2 separate regions of the Canis lupus genome follow, and region 2 is linked to region 1. Evidence: chromatin contacts called from public Hi-C data. All regions are on one chromosome and are shown on one strand. The core of a region is the stretch at or near the end of the contact, and the rest is flanking DNA. Distances in the headings are between cores, read along the strand shown.

Region 1 (6,524 bases), core at 1,059-3,558:
ACAAGCCAAGGGCCTGAGGCCTGAGGGCACAGCCCGGCCCCATGCATTTCACCTCCCCCCGGATGCTCTTGCCTGCCCTGCTGCTTCCCTTCTTTCTGGCGCTTGGGACTGAGAGCTGTCAGTGACGCCCCACGTCCTCAGGTGTCAGCTCATGAATTGAGAGCCCTTCCCGGCCAGCAGGCACCCAGGATCGCTGCACCCCGCGTCCTGCAGAACCCGCAGCAGCACAGGGGAGCCGCGCAGCCAACCAATCCGGGGGGGGGGGAGCACCGTTCATTCCTGGTTTTCATCCTTCTTCAGAACAAACCCCGTTTTGCAGCTGAGAGACAGAGGCTTGCCGAGCTGAAGTCCTCTGCTCTGCCCAGAACGTAGTGGAAACAGAGTTCACACCTGGGAGCCCAACTTCAAAGGCTTCACCCAGCACTCTGCTGCTAGGCGCCCCGGGAGTGGGGGTCCTCAGACCACACTTTCCTGCCTCCTTGTTTGGGAAGAACAGCTAACGACTCCGTTCAGTCACTGGGAAACCTTCCCCTAGTGTAGGAGGCAAGGACTGAATCAAAAATTATGTCTCGTTTCCCCCATCCCTCTCCCTTGGACTGGGGTTCAGTCATTTCTCCCCCAAGTCTGCCTCTGGATCAGCACAGCCCTCCAGGAGCCTCCTTCTCCCCTCCCACAAGGCAAATGATGACATTAGCCGTGACTTCTTAGCTTGAGGAAGAATCTGTAGCAAACGGAGCCCCAGGAACCAGCAGCAGCAACAGCGCCACCTTCACCAAGTACTCTAAGTGCCTGTCACTGGTTTCCTAACAAATGGCTTCATTGGGACTCTCTCTCCTCCAGGTCAGCCACTGCATGTCCACTCCAGGCTGCTAAGGGCCACGCTCCTGCACTCTCTTTCCTGCTCTGGAAAATGACACTGAAACCATAATGAGTCTGGAGGAAGTCAACCAGACAGGAAATGAAGCCACTTGGGTGCTGGTGCTTGGGGAAGAGTTTTGGAAGACCGCTCGTCCCTTGGGGAGGCGCCTGTTGATGCAAGTGGGGCCAGCCATTCTTTGCTCTCTTGCTGTTGGGAAAGGCAGGTGCACACTGATTTCCAAATGAGCTTCAAGCAAAGAGGACAGGTAGGGGGGGACACCGGGAGGCCACTCTGACAAGGGCTGGCGGTGATGTAAGATGAGCTTTGGTCAGGATTTCCTGGGGCAAGAGCAGGGCTGTCCGACTGTATTTTTAGATGGTCTTGATATTTTTAGTGAAAGTCCCAGAGCATCTCCATTTTGGGGGGCTAGGGGTGGGGGGAGGGATGATTTCCTGCGGTTAGTCATTTCCTCTCTGCTGGTGAAGAGATTGAGCCATGCTCCTCTGTCACAGGAAGTGCCCGGTGATGGTAAACACTGCTGACATAATGGGAATGCACACTGCTGGTGTGTCAGTGTACACACACGCCTTCCTGGCCCCTGGGCCAGGTGAGTGGAGGCTGCTTCCTGTTTTCAGCTCTAGGAGGAACTTTCAACCTCTGAGAGCTGCTCTGGAGAATCAATCACAAGGCCTGCTGGGAGAAGCAGCCAGGACCAGACACCAGAAAGTGATTTGGTGGCAAGAATTGTTGGATGTGCCCCCGCAGCTCGCAGGACTGCTTAGTCATGGCGCGTTCTATGAGGCGTAGAGGAAACCCAAGTGGGGCTGAGTCCAATATCATAAAGCCATCCTGGTCTGAAGCTTGCTTATGAGCCAGAGATGACCTTAGCGCCTGGGTCGCCTCCACTCCTGACTTCCCTCAGTGGGTCCTACCGATTTCACCTCTGAGATTTCTGAATCTGGTTCCTCCACTCTACCTCTGGGATGTCAAAGACGGCATCAGACCTCCTAGAGATTAGTCAAGTCACCCGCTCTTCCACGCGGTCCCCCCTCCGTGTGGCTGGTAGATGTAGCATGGGGAAACGCGTGGCAGCTTTGTCACCATTCCCCTGCTGCCATGTCCATAGTAGACAAGGCTAATCGGTCATGGCACTTTCACTGCTGAGCCCAGACATGGGTGATCGCACAGTCTTTCTTAACGTTGTCCTTCAAGCTCTCATGACCCATCAATTGGAACTGGCATTTGACGTAAAGTCAATTTGCCACCTTGGTGCTTGTGTTATCTTCCTAAAAACGAAATCCGATGGTGTCTCTTCCCTAATGTGAGACTTTTTCTGTCTCCCTAGTGCCTTCCAAACGAATTTGGACTCCCTGGCACGGTGCACAGGGCCTTCCACGGCCTCCCCTCTCCCTAGTTGCAGAGTTTCAGCTTCTTGCCTCCCCTCCCTTGACTTCTGGCCCCAAACATGGACCCCAGGAAACTTCTTATTCTTTTCCAAATATGCTCTGCTTTTACATGGCTCTTGGCCTTCCACAGGGTGTTCTTGCTTTCTATATTTTCATTTGTCCTTTCTCCATTTTGCAAACTCTTACTTGTTTTTTCAAATCCTCAATATTCCTCTCCTGATATGTCTCCACGATTCCACTCAGCAAAGCCAGTGGCCCCTCTTCTGTGTTCTCCTAGGCTTCTGTTTTTACTTCTACTAAAGCATTTGTTATTCTATCATTTGGTATATATGTTATAATATGTTGTGATTATTATAATAATTACATTTATTGTAATTATGATCAGATATTTGCTTGTTTATTTGATACATTTCCTGGCTACCTTCTCTGGGTTGTGTTAGTAATAGGTAAATTAACACAGAGAATAGATGTTTAATGAACTCTTTTGCAATGAGCGAATAAATGATATTTATTTCATTGCTAATCTATGCTGCCTTTAGCCATTTATTTATTTATTTATTTATTTATTTATTTATTTATTTATTTATGAGCGAGCACAAGGAGGGGAAGTGGCAGAGGAGGAAGGAAGAACAGGGATCAAGGATCAATCCCAGGACCCTGGGATCATGACCTGAACTGAGGGCAGATGCTTAGCAGATCGAGCCACCCAGACACTGTAGCCCTTTTATCTTTAGAGTAACTTCCTCTGAATTCCAGAAGCCCATGAGCAGGACTTCAATCTTTCCCTAAGTCCTATAGAAACTATGAAAATAAGTATTTTCAAGACTTACATTTACAAATTTCAACCCAGATACAGAATTTTACCTGAATGTATATATGATTACATAATGTCAGTCATACCCTTTTTTCACCTTTTTTTGCTTGAATTCCTTCCCCACTCCATCTTATAATTGGCACCTCTAGGTTGACCTACCCAGTTTACTTGAGGTTGGCCCTGGCTTAGCAGTGAAAACCCCCCATCCTGGAAAAGCCCGGAGTCGCAGGCAAACCAGGGTGGATGGTTACTCTCCTTCATCATACTTCTATGTTTCCTTCCTAAGTAAGCAATGTTGTAAATGTGTGTTCTTCTGTATTTTTCTCGCTATAATATAGTACTCTTATAGTTGCCATTGTTGTTTTATAAAATGAGGTTATAGTCTACATTCTATTAGATTCTGTATTATTATATTACCTTATATTATGTCAGATACTTTTCTTTAACTCGTCCACTAACAAAACTATGTAAAAAAATTAAGTCAACTGATACAGCTCTGGGTCATTCTCCTTACTACTCTATGCTGTGACTATTCCATAATATTTTGGGTGTTTGCTTACTGATGGGCATTTATGTTGTTTCCAGGTTGTTGTCTTTTTTTTTTTTTTTTGAATAGTGATGATACACACACACACACACACACACACGTATCTTCATGTATTGGTGCTTTTATTTTTATGAGATAAATAACTTTCAACAGCAGAATTGCTGAGTTGAATAGTAAATGTAATTTCAATTTTTATAATTATTGCTAAATTGCTTTCCTAAATAGCTATAACACTCCACATTTCTGTCATGGTATGTAAGAACACCCTTTCCATCACATCCCCACCAGTCCACCATCACTTGGTGTGATAATTCTTACTAATTTGTCTGTCTGATGGTTATAAAATGGCATCTCATTGTTACTTTAATTTGCATTTCCCTGACTACTAGTGATTTTGAGCATTTAGAAAATGCATTTGGCCATTTCAATGTGCTGATCTTCAGTGATTTGTCTATTTGTATCTTTTACCTACATTTCTGTGGGATTAACTTATTGACAATATTAAGAGGATTTGGTATGTTGCAGATACCATCTCTTTTAAAATCTGTTAGTTACGTTTTCCCAGCTCTGATATTTGCCTGTGATTTTATTTATTGGATCTTCTGCAATACAAATACTCTGGATATTTTATATATTTAAATGTGCCAATCTTTTCTTACCTAGCTTCTAAATTCCTAGTCTTGGCTTGACAGTTCTCCTCAACCTGTAGATTACATGTGTGGTACATTTCACTGACTTGAAATACTTTTTTTTTTTTTTACATTTATTTATTTATTTATTTTTATTTATTTATTAAGATTTTATTTATTTATTCATGAGATAAGAAGCTTTTGCACAGCAAAGGATACAGTCAACAAAACTAAAAGATAACGTACAGAATGGGAGAAGATATTTGTAAATGACGTATCAGATAAAGGGCTAGTTTCCAAGTTCTATAAAGAACTTATTAAACTCAACACCAAAGAAACAAACAATCCAATCATGAAATGGGCAAAAGACATGAAGAGAAATCTCACAGAGGAAGACATAGACATGGCCAACACGCACATGAGAAAATGCTCTGCATCACTTGCCATCAGGGAAATACAAATCAAAACCACAATGAGATCCCACCTCACTCCAGTGAGAATGGGGAAAATTAACAAGGCAGGAAACCACAAATGTTGGAGAGGATGTGGAGAAAAGGGAACCCTCTTACACTGTTGGTGGGAATGTGAAATGGTGCAGCCACTCTGGAAAACTGTGTGGAGGTTCCTCAAAGAGTTTAAAATAGACCTGCCCTACAACCCAGCGATTGCACTGCTGGGGATTTACCCCAAAGATACGGATGCAATGAAACGCCGGGACACCTGCACCCCGATGTTTATAGCAGCAATGTCCACAATAGCCAAACTGTGGAAGGAGCCTCGGGGTCCATCGAAAGATGAGTGGATAAAGAAGCTGTGGTCTATGTATACAATGGAATATTCCTCAGCCATTAGAAATGACAAATACCCACCATTTGCTTCAACGTGGATGGAACTGGAGGGTATTATGCTGAGTGAAGTAAGTCAATCGGAGAAGGACAAACATTATATGTTCTCATTCATTTGGGGAATATAAATAATAGTGAAAGGGAATAGAAGGGAAGGGAGAAGAAGTGGGTAGGAAATATCAGAATGGGAGACAGAACATGAAGACTCCTAACTCTGGGAAACAAACTAGGGGTGGTGGAAGGGGAGGTGGGCAGGAGGTGGGGGTGAATGGGTGACGGGCACTGAGGGGGGCACTTGACGGGATGAGCACTGGGTGTTATTCCGTATGTTGACAAATTAAACACCAATAAAAAATAAATTTATTATTAAAAAAAATTCATGAGAGACACAGAGGCAGAGACACAGGCAGAGGGAGAAGCAGGCTCCCTGTGGGGAACCTGATGTGGAACTTGATTCCAGGACCCCGGGGATCACGCCCTGAGCTGAAGGCAGACACTCAACCACTTGGCCACTCAGGTGTCTGTATTTTTTACATTTAAATCCCCCATTTCTATCTTAAATAGTTTGACTATGTTACACCTACCCCATTCACTGTGAGGTCATTTATAGATGTCCTCCTAGGTATCCAGAGCCCCAGCTGAGTCTCTCTGTCTCAGCCACCTGACTCCTTGTGCCCATTCGCACACACCTTGTATTGAGTCTCAAACCCAAAGGCTAGTATCTATCCATCAAGCTCTATCAATAGTGCAAGTAACCCTACTCCGGTTTGTTAAAGCACCTTTGTGATAACACAACCATAATGGTATTTTAGGACTAAAATTTGTGTGTAATATTGATTTCGAATTTTGACCATTAGTTTCTCTCCTCTCCCTCCCTTTTTTAACAGTATTGTGACTATCCTCTGGATAATAGCTCCTTTACCCACTTTCAGTCATATGCTTCCAAATAGAGTTGGCTCCATCCCCAGATCCAGGGGTGGAACAAAGTTCATTTTCCTGGGCCATTCAGTACATTGCATTGCTCTGGCCATCAAAATGGCTAAAGGAAGTACCCCAACCAGAGCCAATGAGACATAAGAGGATATTTTGCCAAAGCTTCTGGGAAAGAGAAGGTTTTTACCTTCTCTTCTTCCTGCTGGTTGTACACAGTACAGTATCTGGTAGAGAATGACATAATACTGGGATATGTTGGCAGCTACCCCAGTACCAACCAGCTGGATCACAGAGCCAAGGAAGTGGAGCCAAGAAATGGAAGGTGAGAAACTGGGTCCTGATCCCATTGTCTGAGCCCTGGATCAAGCTCTATAGATGTGGATCCTTTTGACTGTTTAATTTCATGAATAAGCAAATTTCTCTTATTTTAAAAAGCTATTTTAGATCAGTGTTCCCACCTCTTATAACTAAGTTTCAATACATCAAAACTT
Region 2 (5,830 bases), core at 893-3,392, 190 kb before region 1:
TAAACTGCAGGTGACCTTTAAATGTCACATTCACTAACATAGAAATGTAAACATAGAAAAATGTAATATCTGGTAATAACAGTAAACTGATCAATACAATTACATTACAGGTTCTGTGATATTATAAATTATGCTTTCGGTACAGGATATCAATAGCTTTTTAACACTTTTTAAGATCAAATTATAACACACTGAATTTCATCTAGTCCTCTGTTATTTATAAGTATGTAGCTTACTTCTATTATTGGACAGCTCCATGTTCTAAGCTTCTAAATACACAAGATGTTAGAGTATAAATTATTTGTACCATTGAACTAGTAAAAAAGTAAACTGATCTCATTAAGATGATCCTTCAATGACATGTAATAATTTGTCTAGAATAATGTTATTATTAACCTTAGCTTACTTCCAAAAGTTAGGGAAACACAGTTCCAAGAACTAGATACTTGTGCAAATCTCAGTTCCTAACTGAATTACACAATACCAGACAGCATACACTATTGTAACAGTGGGGGGGGGGGGGGGGGGAATGGGGTACTCATGCAGTGTTACAGGCCATTTCTACAGTTCTCAAAGCAGGAGAACAAATACTAAGAGAGTCACTGATCTCAAATGCAAGAGTTTATGACTTGTCATTTTTGAAGAGGATTTGGGGTAGACTGTTCTATTTGAAGATTCAAAAAAGAAAAAGGTGCTTTTCAATGCCTTCATTTAAAGATTCCAATCAAGAAGACACAGAATCCCAGTATGATACCCAAACACCTATCATGAACTCCAGTGTCTAGCTAAGTCTTCTGAAGACGCACTGCACACCTAAAAGTAATAGTCACTTAACTTTTACTTGTTTCTGATTTCAGGGACAGAGCTGGGAACCATCTACTCAGTAGTCACGCAGGGCCTGACACAGCACGCTCGCTAGTAAATACTTAATAGAACTAAAGATACTCAAAACGTAGACGGGTTAGTGGTGGCAAACAGCATCCTTCCACCGAAGTTCCTGTTCCAGTCACTGAGGGCGAACAGCTCCCAAGAGTTCAATCCCAAAGGCCCCAACAGTTGTAACTTCCAAGGGTCTGCGACTGGCACCAACCAACCTTGTAACTCCGAGGGACAGAAGTGGAGCGGGCCTTCGCCCTGGTCAAAAATCACACCTGGAGGGGGATCCCCGGGTGGCTCAGCGGTTGAGCTCCTGCCTTGGGCCCAGGGCGTGATCCTGGAGTCCCGGGATTGAGTCCCGCATGGGGCTCCCGGGATTGAGTCCCGCATGGGGCTCCCTGCATGGACCCTGCTTCTCCCTCTGCCTGTGTCTCTGCCCCCCCCCCACTCTGTGTGTCTCTCATGAATAAATAAATAAAATATTTAAAAAAGAAATCACACCTGGAGGGGGATCCCCTGGTGGCTCAGCGGTTGAGCCCCTGCCTTGGGCCCAGGGCGTGATCCTGGAGACTCAGGATCGAGTCCCGCATGGGGCTGTCTGCATGGAGCCTGCTTCTCCCTCTGCCTCTCTCTGTCTCTCTCTCTGTATGTCTCTCATAAATAAATAAAATCTTAAAAAAAAAAAAATCACAGCTGGAGCAAGCAGCACCTGCAAACACTCGCCTGAGAGAAGCGCTCTCTGGAACACCTTCCAAAGCAGCGCTTCTCGAACTTCACTCCTCATTCCAAGCACCGGGGAGCTTGTTTCGCCCCAGATTCAGAGGCAGGGGGCGTGGATGGGGCGCCGGGTCGAGCATCCGCAGCGAGGCCCCCCAGCGACCGCCCTGCGGCCTTTGCTGCCGCCACCCTGAGAGGCAAGGCCCTCCCCACCCGCCCAAAGACCTCCTCCAGGTCACCGGCGTTGCCGCACAGGTAGCGAAGTTGCGCGCACAGGTAGCGGCCGACGCCGTCCCGGGCGGGGCCCCCCGGCAGGTGCCTCGCCCCCCGCCCGCGCTCACCTGCTCCCGGGTCTTCAGGTACCGCTGCAGCGCCTGCTGCGTGAGCTCCCGGACGCGCAGCTGGCCCTCCTTGCAGGGCACCACGATGCCCGTCCTGCCGAAGCACACAGTCACCTTCATGCTGGGACAGGTGTGCGCCCCCGGGCACAGCGCCGACCGCGGGGGCTCCGGGCCGCGCCCCCTCCGCCCGCGGCTGACGGCGAGCGGGGACCCGGGGGGGGGGCTCGTCCCGGGCAGCGGGTGCCCCGGGGGGGGGGGGCAGGCACCGCGGCCCCTCCCCCTCCTCCCCCTCCTCCTCCTCCGCGGGCTCCGGCTCCCGCTCGGCCCGGCCCGGCGACCCGCGGCTCCGAGCTGCGGGCCGGGCTGTGGCCGTGCCCCGGGCGTGCCCCGGTCGTGCCCGGTCGTGCCCCGGGCGTGCCCCGGCCCTGCCCCGGCCCTGCCCCGGCGGCGGCGGCCCCAGGCCCCAGGCCCCAGGCCCCAGGCCCCGGGCTGCAGCGGGCGGCGGCGGCGGCGGCGCGCGCGGGGCCGGAGTTGGGAGGAAACTTTTGCGCCGGATCAACTCGGCGGCGGCGCGAGCGCGCTGGGCCCCCGCGGCCCCGGGGCTGGCCTGAGCCCGCTCTTAAAGGGGCCGCGGCGCTCCCGGGCCTGCAGCCCCCGGGAGCCTCGGCCCCTCCTCCCTCGAGCGCTGCCCCGGCCCGGGCCCTCCCGCACAGCCGCCGAGCCCTGGGGACCTGTAACGGGACCTGAGAGCCACCCGCCCGGGAACTGAAACCGGATCTCCTGAAGCACCCTGGAGGGTGCTCCCTCCTCGAGCTGGGAGGCTGCGGAGCTGCACCGACCGGGGGGGGGGGGGGGGGGGGGGGAGGACTGGAGCGAGACGCGAGCAGAGTCCGGAGCAGGTGCCTGGCGCCACGCCCACCCCCGCCCCCCTCCCCCTCCCCCTCCCCCTCCCCCTCCCGGGGAGTGGCGGCTTACAGGTGCTGAGCTGCAGGTTGGCCCGAGGGCCTGCCAGGAGCCTTGTCTGCGGCAGAACACCGACTCTGTCCTCTGGCAAAGCCCAAGGGTTCTGGGGGATAAACGTGGTGCTGCAGCCAACCCTTCATATCACAGAGGAGGAAACTCTTGCCCCAAAGGTCACATCCCAGACCCAGAAATGATGCATATGCTTCCATGTATCCTTCTGAAATGGGCCTCCTGTTGTGCATCTGGCTACAAAGACCATTTTAAACACGCTGAGGCTCAGGTGAGTGTTCACCACCAATTAAAATAGGTGTATCTGAAAAAAAAAAAAAAAACTCAACAAAAAAATATTTGTGTCATTCTCAGCTCGCGTAACAACGAGCTCCTTTGAGCCTGACAACGACCCTGGGAGGTAAATGTGTTTCCCATTTTGTGCATGAAGAATGTGCTAAGGGAGGTTAAGGAACTGAGCTAACCAGGAAGTTAGTTACCCTAAGAGAATCTCCCTTCTTCCCATGCTGAATCTCTGGTCTCCCCAAGCTGGTTTTCTAGCAATCTACTTCGTCCAACAAGATCCTCAGGGCCACACCATGTGTTTCTCTATAAAAGAATTTGTTCCTGGGGCGCCTGGGTGGTGCAGCCTCTTAAGCACCTGACTCTCGGTTTCTGCTCAGGTCATGAATCTCAGGGTCCTGGGATCCAACCCCATGTTGGGCTCCCCACTCAGTGAGGAGTCTGCTTAAGATTTTCTCTCTCTTCCTCTGCCCCTTCCTCTCTCTCCTCTCTCTCTCAAATAAATAAATCTTTAAAAAAATAATTTGTTCCTTTATCAAGACACTTTTAAATTGAACTTGAATTGCCTAGGATGGTACAATAATGTACAAGAGATTAAATGAATGGGCTTGTGAATTTTGAGAGTTTTAAATTTTGTTTTACTAATTCATATATGCAATAAATATATATTGGTTGTCGTCTATGTCCGGGGCCTTATATAAGGTCAGTGGCATCAATGAGGATCCCGTATACTAACTTGATTTGAAATACATATATTAGATGTATAATTGGTAGTCGATGCAACTAGCAAACTAATTTTAATAAACTAAAGACAGAATCTATTTCCTCAATCTTTTTATCATAAAATCGGAAGATCCACAGAATACCCCTCTGAGGCAAGATGGAATCTACAAACTCAAACAACGTCCTCAGGGGCCCTCTTTCTATATCTATTGGCTCTGTGTTCCTTGATGTTGTTCCAACTCAGTCAGGATCTTCCTGGAGGAGGCAAAGATGGCCCTTCCAGTGTTCCAGGTTACACAGCCTTAAACACAGCCATCTCAGACATCAGTCAGCTTTGTTCTGGTGAGGATTTGCATATCCAACCTTGAGTCCTATACCTTCCCTCTGGCAAGATGATTGTCCAGACCTGGTTCCCCTGCCCCTAAGTTATGTGGACTAAAAACAGCATTAGTATCTACTGGAGGGGTGAACACCCAAAAGATGGGAAAGAAAACCCATCCAACCACCACAAAATATAAGACTGCTTTCCAACTGGATAGATAGCAGGGAAGACAAGGCCTAGAAACTTGAAAAGTTAAATAGAAACTATATAACAACAGTACATGGGATAGTTCTACTGAATGCTATTGATTTAAACATATGCCAGGCACTGTTTAAAGTGAATATAAACTATAAATAAAAATAGATATATTGGGACACCTGGGTGGCTCAGTGGTTGAGCATCTGCCTCTGGCTCAGGGCGTGATCCCGGGGTCCTGGGATCAAAGTCCCACATTGGGCCTCCCTGCAGTGAGCCTGCTTCTCCCTCTGCCTCTCTCTCTCTCTCTCTCCCTCCCTCTCTCTCTCATGATTAAATAAATAAAATCTTTTTTAAAAAGATATATTTACATATGAACATATATGCATATGCACATATGCATCATATATTATGTATCTGTATCTTATTTTCCTTTGTAATAATTCCACAAGAGAGGTACTTTTGTTACCCTCCTTTGAAAGATGAAACTGAGGCTAAGGGAGGTAAAATCACATTGTTATCAAGTAGCAGAGGCTGGACTGGATTAGAACCCAAGCAGTATGACTCCAGTAAGACTGGCTAGTAATTGCTATGCTGATCTGACATAGTAAGTACCCAAATGAGTAGAGCAATGAAACAAATAGATACTAATGCTGTGCATTATTGTGTGGCACATACTTTTAACATCAAGTTTTTGATAGACATGTAGAATGGTACAGAGCAAAGATTCTTAGCTGATGAAACGACTGCATTCTTTATCTTCGTGGTTTATTTTTTTTTCTTCACACTTGCTCCAGACTTCTTATTCCTCTGCTCAGATAATAAAGAACTCCTGCTCTTCCTCACACCCTAAACTTCCTCTGGGCCCACCTTTAGTCCCTCCCCAATACCTAGAACCCTCAACGTCCTGGCTTTGGAAAGCTCGAGGTTAACCAGGAAGAGCACTCAGTCTCTCCACATCCTACTTACAGAAAGATTGGAATCAGCTTGTGTGGCATGCAGCAGAGGCTGTGTTGTCGTAAGATGAGGGAAGAGATGAAGCTAGGCATGCATGTGAACAATGCATTGTGCAATCCTGCACATCATGGAGTGAACTTTAATGACCCCAAGCCAGTAATTATAAAGAGTTTAGCATTTATTAATTCGTGTTTATTAAATAGCCAGATTTAATTTGTTCTTTGGTGTTATCACAGCATACATAGGAACAATTTATCATATATTAAGTGATATAAAAGAACATAGTTACAACACACAGACATTCATGCCCAGCAAATTCCTAAATCAATATTTCATGCCCCATGGGACTCCTGGACAGAAGACAATAAATAATTTGCCTTTATTGAGTAACACTAGAGGATTCTAGGCCTGGGTTCCATTTTCTTGTTTTGCCTGTTGGATGGAT

What was found. A called contact is a pair of places that touch in the nucleus more often than the background predicts.
Region 2: a Hi-C map of skin fibroblasts shows a contact between it and region 1, with 2.2 times the contacts expected there. The contact joins the promoter of PARD3B here to the enhancer-like site in region 1. A contact is called at or near these places in 2 of 9 Hi-C or Micro-C datasets (amygdala and skin fibroblasts).

Annotation. Positions count from the first base shown.
Region 1 is chr37:12,917,850-12,924,373 of UU_Cfam_GSD_1.0, reverse strand. No RefSeq gene overlaps it. Among named protein-coding and RNA genes, the nearest start is that of PARD3B, 190 kb to the left of the region's middle. Within about 2 kb of position 2,308, at least 3 of the 20 cell types and tissues checked have an H3K27ac peak or open chromatin away from gene starts, as enhancers often do.
Region 2 is chr37:13,107,355-13,113,184 of UU_Cfam_GSD_1.0, reverse strand. It overlaps PARD3B (partitioning defective 3 homolog B), which reads right to left and starts at 2,142. Exons shown (of 22, transcript XM_038585495.1): 1 at 1,935-2,142. The coding sequence starts at 2,054. It overlaps LOC111094336 (a long non-coding RNA gene), which reads left to right and starts at 1,868. Exons shown (of 3, transcript XR_005385263.1): 1 at 1,868-2,064; 2 at 3,068-3,177; 3 at 3,261-3,610.